Regions from separate parts of the Mus musculus genome. Here all the other regions are linked to region 2. A link is a contact called in public Hi-C, HiChIP or PLAC-seq and promoter capture Hi-C data. All regions are on one chromosome and are shown on one strand. Each heading gives the region's core, a stretch centred on a gene start, on an enhancer-like site or on the middle of the called end of the contact. The rest is flanking DNA. Distances are from core to core; before and after follow the strand shown.

Region 1 (2,739 bases), core at 29-2,528, 540 kb after region 2:
CAGCACCACTGTCTTCTATGATTCTACTAGTATAAGGCCCATTAAGCCTCAATTAAAGCATTCCATAGTTTTTCTAAACCAAGTCACAAAATTTACATTTCTCCAAACAAAAGCATGATCAATTCTATCTTAGCAATATCCTAGCTTCTGTTTCCAACTTCTTAGGGTTTTATTGCTGTGAAGAGATACCATGACCAAGGAAACTCTTATAAAAGAAAACATTTAATTAGTGGCTGACTTACAGTTTTGGGGATTTAGTCTATTACCATTATTGTAGGAAGCATGGCAGTCTCTAGGCAGACATGGTGATGAAGATGGGGCTGAGTGTTCTAGATTTTGATCCACAAGTAACAAGTAGACTGGATATGTGCTACAGTGTGTTATTTGAATATTTAAGACCTCAAAGCCCACCTCCACAATGACACACTTCCTCTAACAAGGCCATACCTACTCCAAAATGGAGACACCTCCTAATTTTGCCACTCTCTATGGCCATGCCTTCAAACAATGAATCTATGGGGCAATACCTATTTAAAGCTCCACAGCCCCCTCCTAGGTTTCTGCATAGGTATTGGTGATTCAGAGACCATAGGCTTAATTTATCTTTTTCTTTATGGCATATGTTTGTTACTTAATGGCAAAGAGAATGCCTTTAAAAACTTGGGCCCATCCAGGTAATTATTCAAATTTACTAAGTGACTGAATATTCTCTTACATATGTACATTCCTTCCCCGAGTAGGGAAGTCACCTTGAAGGAAGAAGAATACAGGTTGATTGAAAACAGGTTAAAATTCCTAAACCAACAAATCTCCAAACATTTGGAAAGTAAAAGAAGGTGATATGCAATAAAATGCTGACATGTGTGAGAAAATGAAATTTTCAGAAGAGAAAGGATATTCCATGTCTCCAGTGGGTAAGACATCCATGCTGGATAATTTGGTCACTTCAGACAGCACCTATCATTTTCACTAATCTGTAGGCAGGTATTTCTTATAACAATGAATAGTGACTGATTTTCCTGCAGCAATTTTTTTTCTGTTGTAAAGATCCTTGCACGTGTGTTATTATTTAAAATTCCCCTTTTTCATCTTAAAAATAGTCATCTGTTTCTCCACTTTTAGTCCCCCTGGCTTGAGTGACATGTAGAAATGCTGCTCTTGCCCCAGAGAGGCTGTCCCAAATAGGAGCCCTCAGAAGGATTGGTGTCCACGGCACCAGAGCCACACTCCCCCACCCCCAGCAGCAGATGAAATATTTCAAAGGGGACATCTGCCACCACCACTGAGATTTTATGGAGTACCCACACATGTAGACTCACTAAAGTGGGCATGACAGCTGAAAAATATTAAAAGTGTGTGTGTTTTTAAAAACAACTTATGGTTAGGAATTAAGAAATGACTTTTAAATAAGAACAGAATTTATTTTTTTGCAAGTGTGTATTTTTTTTCTTTCTTTTTTTTTTTCATTTATTTTTCTATTGAGACCCCACACTTGCAAAGATCTTTTAGGTCATGTGTTTGCTTTATGAAACATTTGGCAAGTAATAGGTGCCATGGGAATACATCCACTCCATCTGGCAGCGGCAGCTCGTCCTCCACTCACGGTACCTGAATTGCCACCAGTCCTGATGCCTCACAAATGTTTTTGTTTTCTTTCTTTAATAAATTTTGGATGCAACAATTAGGTGGGGGAGCCTGGCCAAAGTTCTTCCTTAAGTCTTCTGAGGGAAATCTCAAGTAAGAAAGTAATGCACATTTGACAATTTGTTGTTTTCACACGTGAACTGCCCAGATTTTAATGAATACTTTTCTCAGGCTTAACATGCTCTTTCACAACTGAGGACAGTGAACTCATGTTGTTTGTGACCTGGTCTCTGTGTCCTACACTTTAGTAGAAAGTATCTTAAAGGTATTTAGTATTATTTAGATAATCAGAAATTACAGGTCATGTTGTCCTAACTTTCATGTTTCTCTGAAAAAACGGGACAAATATTGAAACTGGAAAAATAACTTAGCCGATTAGTTTGCTGTCAGAGTGTAATGGTTTCTTGATGCTGCTCTCTGTCAATTTTCAGTTGTCATCAGCTGAGGATATTTGTATCACTTCACAAGCAGCCCTGTGGAGTTTCACTAATTATATTGTTTTGCTTGATTTTACTTTATTTTATTTTATTTGTTTGATTTCAGGAAGAATGCCATGGAAGAAACCAGGCTTATAATCTCACAAATATAGCACCCCTGCTTGATATTTGGAGCTCTCTTCTTTAGTTTTGGCAAGAAATACTGTGGGAATAAGTGTCTATGCCAAGTATCAGTTATTTAAATATTTCATTACCTCACAAAATAAAGAAGAGTGAGAAAGAGAATCTCCCTAAGACATTCAGACAAAGACAAATCCCCAATCTTTGTGAAAGCTAAATTATTTTCTTTGCTTAGAACAGAACTACAAAGTTTAACAACCCTTTTGAGAAGTTCTGATGACCATAGTACTAAATTAATTCAAATGGTCATGCCTGAAGATAAGATTTCTAAGCAGAAAATGTTTGCCACCAACAAATAACTACTTTTCCTATAAAAACAAAACCAAGATAAAACATACAACATACAAAATATAATTAAAAGGGACAAAATACTAATCTAAGTGTATCATGAGGCAGAAGAAAGCATATTGCATAAGGTAGTGTTTTCCACTGGTCTGTAATACTTTCACCATTTTTCTTTTGCACTTTTCTAATGAGA
Region 2 (2,708 bases), core at 44-2,543:
AATCGATGTGTATATTACTTGGTCATTTAAAATAAAATATCAAAAGTTACCCTAATTTTAACCCTATTATCCTGACAGCAGTTTTCTTCCCAGCTGTTGCGACCCCCCCTCTCCCATACACTTTGGTAAACGACTCAAGTTCCAAGAGAACTTTCACTTCTTTATTTATAATCACAGAAGTGAGGTGTTACTTCACACACACACACACACACACACACACACAAAGAATGAAATAAAGAAATGAAACTCGCTAGGCAGACAAAAACAGTCAAGTTTCTGCTTAGAAAACAGCCTTCTCCGGTGGGAAAGGTTAGACTAGTCTGCCAGATCTAAGAGAAGGACTTGCTCCCGAATTTGGTAGGTCTTTCTCGAATAAGTTTTATAATTATTAACAGGTATTTGCCAAGTTTTAATTGCTTGATATAATGAATTGAAAGTCGGTGTGAGAACAAAGCAGTAGAAACTCTCCACTTGATGAGTTTTTTACCCCAGCCATTCAGTTCTCAACAAAACTTTTCCTAGACTATGTAGCAAAAAACACCTTTGGTTACCTGAATGGACAGGTACAGGGCGAATTACTGGGGGAAGGGGAAAAAGGGAGAGGAAAGGAAAGAGAGAGTAAGGGAAGGCATGAGAAAGCAAAGAAGCCACTCTTGGGAAAAGAAAGCCTGCCACCAAAGAGCTAAAACCACCTGAAATTCCTGTCCAGAGACACCCGGCTCACTTCAGACTAACATTCCCACTCAAAATGAGAAAATTAGAGAGGGAGGGTGGGGGGCAAGAGCACCAAAAAAGGATAAAAAGAGGAGGAAAAGAAGGGGGGGGTGGGAAACCTACCTGTGAAGTCTTGTTTGTAGTTTTGGCCAGAAATGGTGAGAAGAAAAAGCATGAAGAAGCCGCGAAGTGTGGGGGAGAAAAAGGTGGAGGCGAAGAAACAGCTCCCGGAGCAAACTGAACAAAACCTCGCCAAGAGTGTCTGGAGGCAGGACCGTTATTCCTGCCGAGCAGGTTAGAACTGATCTCTTTTCGGCCACTCCAGGAAACACAAACCTGGGGACGGACTGACGTGTTACGCCTCTTCTAATGACATTTTTTTCTTTTTCTTTTCTGTAGGGGAGAGAAGAGAGACCCTGAAACACGCGCCACCTATCTTTGTGGGGAGGGATAATTGAAGCGCCCTGAGCGTGAGCATCATGTGAAAACGTGATCGCCAAGTTTCTCTCTGGGAAAGGATCTGGGATAGATTATACCTTGAAGTCTCCGCAAACGCTTTAGTGGAAGAAATGAAATTCCACCTCCCTCCCTTCCTCTCTCCCTCCCTCCCTTCTCCACGCCCCCCCCCCCCCCCCCCCCCCCCGTCAAGCAAGCCTTTGGCATCATTATCCTCATCACTAAATCCTGCAGAGTACTGGGCGGAAAACGGTGCACACCATTCACAGAACTGGAGAACTCCAAGGGGCGAAAGTTAAAGGGAAAGCTCTCGGGTCTTCCATGCAGATCTCTTGTCTTATACAGATATCTCTGGTGACTAGGTTTGAGGTGCACGTCAAGTTGTATGGATACCTCAAGCACCGTTTTTGGAACTAAATTCTTGCCCTTTCTCTTATTACATTTTTTTTTTTAAAGATGCCAGAGCTAGGGGAGGGAAATGCTACTTGTACACTGCATCTTAGGATCTCAGTGTGCAGTGTATGTGTGTATGTGTGTGTGTGTGTGGGGGGGAGATTTTCTGGATTGGATCCCTATATTAAAAGTTTGGCATTTTAATAAAGGGTCTCTAGGTTAACATAGAGCTGTACTATGCTGGCCAATCTCTGGACCCCTCTACACCTCATGCAGACCACATTACAAAGTGAGGGGACAGGGGCAGGAGGAAGAAGGAGAAAGGTCAGAGGAACTTAGGACGAAAGAAAGAAGAGGGTGACACTAAACTGTGTGGGGTCTAAGTTTTGAAGTGCATATTTTTGATATTGCAATTAAACTAAAATTAAAAAGAAAAGACTCCACCTTTGCTCTGAAGGGATTGGTTATGCAAATATGGAAGGGATTTCCTGGAGAATACAGCTTTCTACTGTATGGTTAATTAAATAATCACTCAAAAAGCTTCCAACGTGACGCTTCTGTCGTAATCCAATCAGGTTACATAGGTCCTAAACAAGAAAGATATTTTCCACATCTGGAAGTCAGCAATTTAGCAAGTACTGCACATTATTAACCAATTCAGAGCCCACTTCCCAGGGGATTTTTTTTTGAAGTTTAAGTGTTCTTAACCAATGCTCTGCTGTTTTGTTAATCAAAAAGCTGGTTTACACTGCACATAATTGGAACTAATATAGAAGTAAATAAAGACAGCCAAATTTGAGGATGCTCTGTATTTATAGGAAAAGGAAGAAACTGTTTTGCCTCAACAGTTAAGGCTTAATTTCTTAAAATACTAGGAGACCCCCCCCCATTATTTTAAATAGTGAAAGTATTTAAGAACCCGAGAGCACAGAGAGATGCCCAGTCTCACAGCCTATAGACTCCAGTATAAAGGAAAAGGTGGAGGTTTGAAGAGGGCCAAACAGCTGCCTCTTATCAGTTTTTCTGCTTTAATACTGTCAAATATGTCATAGTCCCCTGTTTTCAGTCTGAAGAGACCTGAAACAAATAATACCCTGATCCAACACTAGACTTTTACTCATATTAAGATAAACTGCTTTGAACTG
Region 3 (2,700 bases), core at 56-2,555, 520 kb after region 2:
TTGGTCCCCAGCTCCTTCCTGGATCTGTTTCACCCTTAGCATTGCAGCTGAAATGCCCATCACATTGACATTTTAAAAGAATATGTAAGCCAATTCACACAGCAATTATTATTATTAATTATTATTATTAGTTCTGCAGATCCTTTCTTACTGCTCTGTCATTTATTCATGTCTCCTTTTACAGTTATACATATGTAAGCATGCACAGGACAGGCTTTGCAAAAAAGCTATCATTCTGTCATACAGCTAGGTTATCTCTCCTATTGGTACAATCAAGTGATAGTTTGCTTCAATTTTATTTTATTTTTCAAAATGAGCAGAATAATTGATACATGTCCAACTATGATAGAGAATGTGAGGTTAAAGGCCACAGAAGGTTTAATCTTACTTTAAATCTCTAATTTTGAACAAAAAGAAATCCTTCAAGGCATATAAAGTAACTACAGCTCAAAATGCTTTTATGAAATTTGCAGTTGCATGGCTAATAAGATGACGGGAAATGGCAGACAGTTAGGCTAGATGTAAGTTGCTGTGTCATCTCATCAAAGAACTCTAAGTAGCCTCTTTGTCTCAAGATATCCACTAATTTTCATCTACATTTCAGCCACTTCATAATCTACTGATTACTGAATGAGCTATTATGTATATTCTGCTGTTTCGGAGCCTTAACAAGAAAATTGTCCTGAGCATACGGTACCTGGAAGAGGCTTGAATAATATAATGCCAAAGTATCCTGCTTCTATCTCAAGACATCTAGGATCTCAAACAGTCTGCAATTAAGGAGGAGGTGGGGGGAGTGGCTCTTGCCTTATGTAAAGAGGAGATACATAATTGAATTACACAGTGGGGGAAGGGGAGAAAGCCAAGATCAAAGCTCACATAACATCAGTTCCTGTTCTTGGCAACAACACCAACGATGAAAAGATTCTTTGTTCTTTTGCATATTATATCACCCTCCTTAAAATGAACAAGCTCTTCTAGAATTTGTCATCTATACAGAGACCCTGACTAGAATACTAAAGAGTAGTTTAACCAGGTTTAGTCTTAGGAGGTTTAGAAATCTCCTAACACTTCCTATGTAGGATTTTGTGTTGGAACATGAAAACCACTGACAGACTGAACACGGTTATTGGTGTCCAGCACAGAAACTGTGCAATTGGGAATTGCCCCGGGGGGCTATTTCCTGAGAAAACCTCACCTGGTGAGGTCAGAGCCTCTAAATTTGAAGAGCAAGGGGCATGGCTCATTACAGCATGCGCTGTGACTGAGCAAAGAGCCAATCACTCTTCAGAGAGGCCATTTCAAGGCTTGCCCACGTGCCCCCGGCATAAATACACAAGCAGGAGACCCTTTAGAAGGGGTTCAGACAAGTTATAGTAGGACCTGAACATGAGCCAGGCCAAACTGCTAGGCCCTGAATTAAAAGGAAACGGTTTATAGGCCACAGGGCCGCTTACCAATCCATCTTTTTCACTGGGGAGAAAAAAGAAATCCCCTTTGCTGAGGTGATGAAAACTTGTATTAAAAAGTGACACAGCAGGATAAAAAGGGCAAAGCCTATTGGTGGACTACTTTTAAAAAGCAGAAAAAAAGCAACACAGTTTAAAACGAAGTGGGAAAGGGAGGCAGGCAAGGACCATTATGGTATATCCCATGAGTAGTTCCAGATCAAAGCACAGTGACAGTAAAACACATTTAGAAAATCAAGAATTATACAATTGTTATATAAATCTCTGCCTTTATTACAGTCTCACATATGCATATATGCAGATCACAGTCTCATATTCGTTGGTGAATTCCTTAAACTGGTACAAGATCTGAGGTGTGTGCAATTCAAACAGACAATTAGGCTCACAGTTAAAGCTAGTTCTTACATCTTGGGGTAGGGTTAGGGTGAGGAAGTAGAGTGTAAATCAGGGTCTTGTAGCTCATACTGAGTCTCATGCCTCAACCTCCCTAGTACTGATTACAAGCATGCACCCCATGCCCAAATCAAGCATATGCTTTGTTAAACACAAGGAGGAGAAGCTACCGCCAAAGCTGAACTTTCTATTGTGGATATTAGTCTCTAACTGTTGCTTTGACTCTCCCATACACACAAGCCTAAAGGTAGTGAGACATATGTATATTCTTTGGTGCATCATATATACATATGATCATTGTCCACTGTAGGTGGGAGCCAGAATGCATGGCAGGTCACACACATTAAGTTAATATATTTGGGAAAAGTATCTTCAGGAGATATATCTTATTTTTCTTCGATAGCATTAAAGGATACAGGGCGGGAGGGGTGATTTTATATATGGTTCTAAGACTGGAAGGAATAATCTAGATACCACTCAAAAGACAGAATGAATTGCCAAAGTTTTGGCAATTTCTTCATGGTGAGCCTGTTTCTGTCAAATGCATCTTTTCTTCCCTATGTTCTTGATTAACTCCTTCCGATTCCATGACATATGGAGGCAGATGTAAACTATTCAGTCAGATGTGGTAATGGAAGTACAAATGTAAGGCAGACTCCAGAGAAATCCTGAGCATTTGGTCCAAGTTTGACTGGTCTCCATAGCTGTCTGACACTAGGGCCTTACTTTGACATGTCCAAACATATACTTCGAGTGCTAGCTCTCAGAGAAACCTAACTAAGACTAGGAATATATTAACAAGATTCTAAGTGTCCTTCATTGTTCTTTTACAAATTGA
Region 4 (2,700 bases), core at 103-2,602, 700 kb after region 2:
TCAAGAATAAAAGGCTCTTATTTTCACAGAGATGAACGTGGATGGTGGCTAAATGGGCCACAGGGAAAACATTCCGCCACAATGATACCAAATGAGACCTGGTTTAGTCCAAGACTCTGTGATATGCTACTGTGTACACATATTGATCCTCTTTCTGCAAGTGTATGGTGTTTCAGTTAGCTTTATTCTAGAAGGTAGTTTCTGCTTTTCACTAGTTCGAAGACAACCATTACTTATTTTTTCTTTCCCTTTCCTAGAAATTTGTGAATGAACAAATACACCATAAAGCTATTTCTATGCTACTGCCCCTTAGGATGCTTGTTAATGGGAAGCTCCACATTTTCCTAGTTCACTTGACTTTATCTGGAGTTTGGGGCACATTCCCCTTTACTCTCAGGCACTGTGTATTATATAATTTCTATTATTCCTGCCTTTTCACCTCATTCCTTTCCTCACCTTGCAAAATTGTTTTGTACTTTTGAAGGAGGCTTCCTTTTATTAATGAGGAATTAGCCCATGTTTACTTTTTCCCCCTTTGAGGTCAAATTGTATGCCACAGTAACGTATTGCTGAAAATATACAATCTGAAGTTGTTTTACAATCCAACATATTCTCTAAGACTGAAGATGACATCTGCTTCCAATTCACTAAATCTTTTTACTCAGTCTTATCATCTACCCAATAACAATAATCTGATTACTTCTTCAAGGATATATCCTAAGGTTTAAATGAAATATTAAAATACATCATGATAATTATACTTGGTTGGCATTAGCTATGTTCACTCAGTTTTGTAGACCCACTCAGTGCCTTTGCTTGCAGATAAGCTTCATACATGTTTTCAGGTTTGAGCTCATAGCAGAGGGCCTGAAAAATCCTTCTTCAATGTCTAATAAAAGGGAGTCCCAGGGAAGCAGAGAGGGCATGCACATAGCACTGATTCAAAAGGTACAAGAACCCATCTTGGTAGAAAAGAACAGGCTTTTACAGTTTGGAAAGCAAATTCTTACTAATATTGGCACATTATGTTTTCCTCTCCAACCCTATGCTGTCATAAACTTCTTGTCTACTACATTAGCATAATGTAAGATGTGATTGGGTAGAAAACATGAATGAAAGGGATAATAAAAATGTTTGCTTGAAACACTAGCTGAACTCATTTTGCTACCTCCACATTTTCACATAAAGGAAAAAATGGGTTAATAAACCAGATGCCATAGCCACAGTCACACATCATCTAAGTCAGGACTAAGTTCAAATGTTAGAACTGCTATCCTGGCTCTTCCTAAGCATCATTCTCTTCCCATGGGAGGGCGCCTTCCCTGAGTAACACATTATAAGTGATTTCTGGGCATGGAAGACAGAGATTACAGTTGCAGAAATTGGATCCTGGCTTCTTTCACTGCTTAAAGGAAGTGACTGGGCTGTTTGGATTGTCTCCTCTGTTTTTTGAAGCTTTACTATGAAACTTATCGACTTGAAACTTGTTCCAACGTCTCAAGTTCCTTGCCACAGATAGAGTTTTTATCTTAAAGGAATCTTTCATTTTCTTTGTCTGCGCAATGTTCCAGGGCCTGGATATCATCTAGTCTTTGGGTAACATCTTCCAGATTTGTTTTCAGCTGATTACATGTTGCTGAACAATCACGTTTTCTATCCTAAACAGCACAAACCCAAGTGTTGACAGTGTTGGCTCCTAGCCATGAGAAACGTGAGGACACGGCATGAGGCTTTGACAAGCATGCTTGATCTTAACTATTCTGAAAGAGCTACACACCCTGAAAGAGTGGAAATGGAAATCTCTTCAATGTTGAGACATGAACAAGGGTGTGGGGCCCAGTCTCTGTTGTGGCTGCTCCTGCCTTCTACTGTCCCCTCTTCGTGACAATGCAATCATTTCAGAATTCTCTGAACAATTTCTTACACTTTAATACACATAAGTGTTTCTATTGGAGCCAAGGACTGTATCCAAGAAGCCCCTCTGGGAATGAGAGTGGCAGCAAATACCCATGTTTTTTTTTAGGAGAACATTGCAGACTTAAGATATCAGAAAGAGTAGAAAAGTCTTGAATGGGGGTTCCTTTTTTTCTAGTTTTAGCTTCTCATTAAGCTTCTGTTTATTTGTTTGTTTGTTTGTTTTTGCCTAGTTTTTTTCCCTCATAGACTGCAGTAAGACTATGCCCTATATGCCTACACAATTGTAACAAGCCTTTAATTTGATTTTATTTCCAGTCCACCAAAAAGGGAGCATTGTTCTGAGCTAGAATGAAAGAAAGACAGACAAGTGTCTACAACCAAGGAGTCAGCTGAGGTTGGAGAGTCGAAACTAAAACAGTTGGTATGCACAGCAATTTCCTTAGCAGTACTCAACAACCATGCTCCTAGAAATTAAAACTTCAATGAACCCAGATATGCCTTGGGCAGAATCAACTCCTCTGCTCATGGTTCAACTGTAGAACTGATTCTGTTGGTAGGTCTGAAGAGTTCTGTACTATCATTAAAGTTCAGTCCTCAAATCACAAAATTAGATGTTAAACCATGGGCACAAGGAATGGATGAGTCTACCGGCATTTGTGGGGGTGCTGTGTTGTTTTTAAATTTAAGGAGAATTTACATTATATTTTAAGAATATTTTGCTTATTCTCTGCTAAACATAAAAAATAAAAATAAAGGAGTGTTATGTGGAGGCTGAACTGTCTA

What was found. Promoter capture Hi-C pulls out the DNA fragments that hold promoters and counts their contacts. Hi-C and Micro-C count contacts between places; a contact is called where the count stands out from the background. HiChIP or PLAC-seq counts read pairs in DNA pulled down with a chosen protein or histone mark.
Region 1: a contact with region 2 is called in a promoter capture Hi-C map of hippocampal neurons, with 5 times the contacts expected there. The contact joins the enhancer-like site here to the promoter of Zeb2 in region 2. A contact is called at or near these places in 7 of 39 promoter capture datasets (the 3T3-L1 cell line, the C10 cell line, cancer-associated fibroblasts and 3 more), 1 of 15 datasets of contacts at CTCF or cohesin (the NIH/3T3 cell line), 14 of 484 Hi-C or Micro-C datasets (the C2C12 cell line, adipose-derived mesenchymal stem cells, bone marrow-derived macrophages and 5 more), 15 of 115 datasets of contacts at active chromatin or transcription factors (the NIH/3T3 cell line, bone marrow-derived dendritic cells, bone marrow-derived macrophages and 11 more) and 2 of 9 other capture datasets (adipose tissue and liver).
Region 3: a contact with region 2 is called in an H3K4me3 HiChIP or PLAC-seq map of bone marrow-derived macrophages, with 6 times the contacts expected there. The contact joins the enhancer-like site here to the promoter of Zeb2 in region 2. A contact is called at or near these places in 8 of 39 promoter capture datasets (the C10 cell line, the HPC-7 cell line, cancer-associated fibroblasts and 4 more), 3 of 484 Hi-C or Micro-C datasets (the N1E-115 cell line, cerebral cortex and forebrain), 6 of 115 datasets of contacts at active chromatin or transcription factors (the NIH/3T3 cell line, bone marrow-derived macrophages, embryonic forebrain and 2 more) and 2 of 9 other capture datasets (liver and pancreatic islet).
Region 4: a contact with region 2 is called in a Hi-C map of the N1E-115 cell line, with 9 times the contacts expected there. The contact joins the enhancer-like site here to the promoter of Zeb2 in region 2. A contact is called at or near these places in 9 of 39 promoter capture datasets (the 3T3-L1 cell line, 3T3-L1-derived adipocytes, the C10 cell line and 5 more), 1 of 15 datasets of contacts at CTCF or cohesin (large pre-B cells), 1 of 484 Hi-C or Micro-C datasets (the N1E-115 cell line), 5 of 115 datasets of contacts at active chromatin or transcription factors (bone marrow-derived dendritic cells, embryonic forebrain, fibro-adipogenic progenitors and 2 more) and 1 of 9 other capture datasets (adipose tissue).

The regions. Positions count from the first base shown.
Region 1 is chr2:45,649,218-45,651,956 of GRCm38.p6, forward strand. No RefSeq gene overlaps it. Among named protein-coding and RNA genes, the nearest start is that of 1700019E08Rik, 46 kb to the right of the region's middle. Within about 2 kb of position 1,279, at least 3 of the 459 cell types and tissues checked have an H3K27ac peak or open chromatin away from gene starts, as enhancers often do. A contact at or near this core is called in hippocampal neurons and ventral hippocampal neurons, where this site is marked.
Region 2 is chr2:45,111,986-45,114,693 of GRCm38.p6, forward strand. Zeb2 (zinc finger E-box binding homeobox 2) reads right to left here and starts at 1,294. Exons shown (of 10, transcript NM_015753.4): 1 at 838-1,294. It overlaps Zeb2os (zinc finger E-box binding homeobox 2, opposite strand), which reads left to right. Exons shown (of 3, transcript NR_110572.1): 2 at 858-1,008; 3 at 1,114-2,102.
Region 3 is chr2:45,628,991-45,631,690 of GRCm38.p6, forward strand. No RefSeq gene overlaps it. Among named protein-coding and RNA genes, the nearest start is that of Gm30848, 58 kb to the left of the region's middle. Within about 2 kb of position 1,306, at least 6 of the 459 cell types and tissues checked have an H3K27ac peak or open chromatin away from gene starts, as enhancers often do. A contact at or near this core is called in the N1E-115 cell line and bone marrow-derived macrophages, where this site is marked.
Region 4 is chr2:45,816,804-45,819,503 of GRCm38.p6, forward strand. No RefSeq gene overlaps it. Among named protein-coding and RNA genes, the nearest start is that of 1700019E08Rik, 120 kb to the left of the region's middle. Within about 2 kb of position 1,353, at least 9 of the 459 cell types and tissues checked have an H3K27ac peak or open chromatin away from gene starts, as enhancers often do. A contact at or near this core is called in the N1E-115 cell line and fibro-adipogenic progenitors, where this site is marked.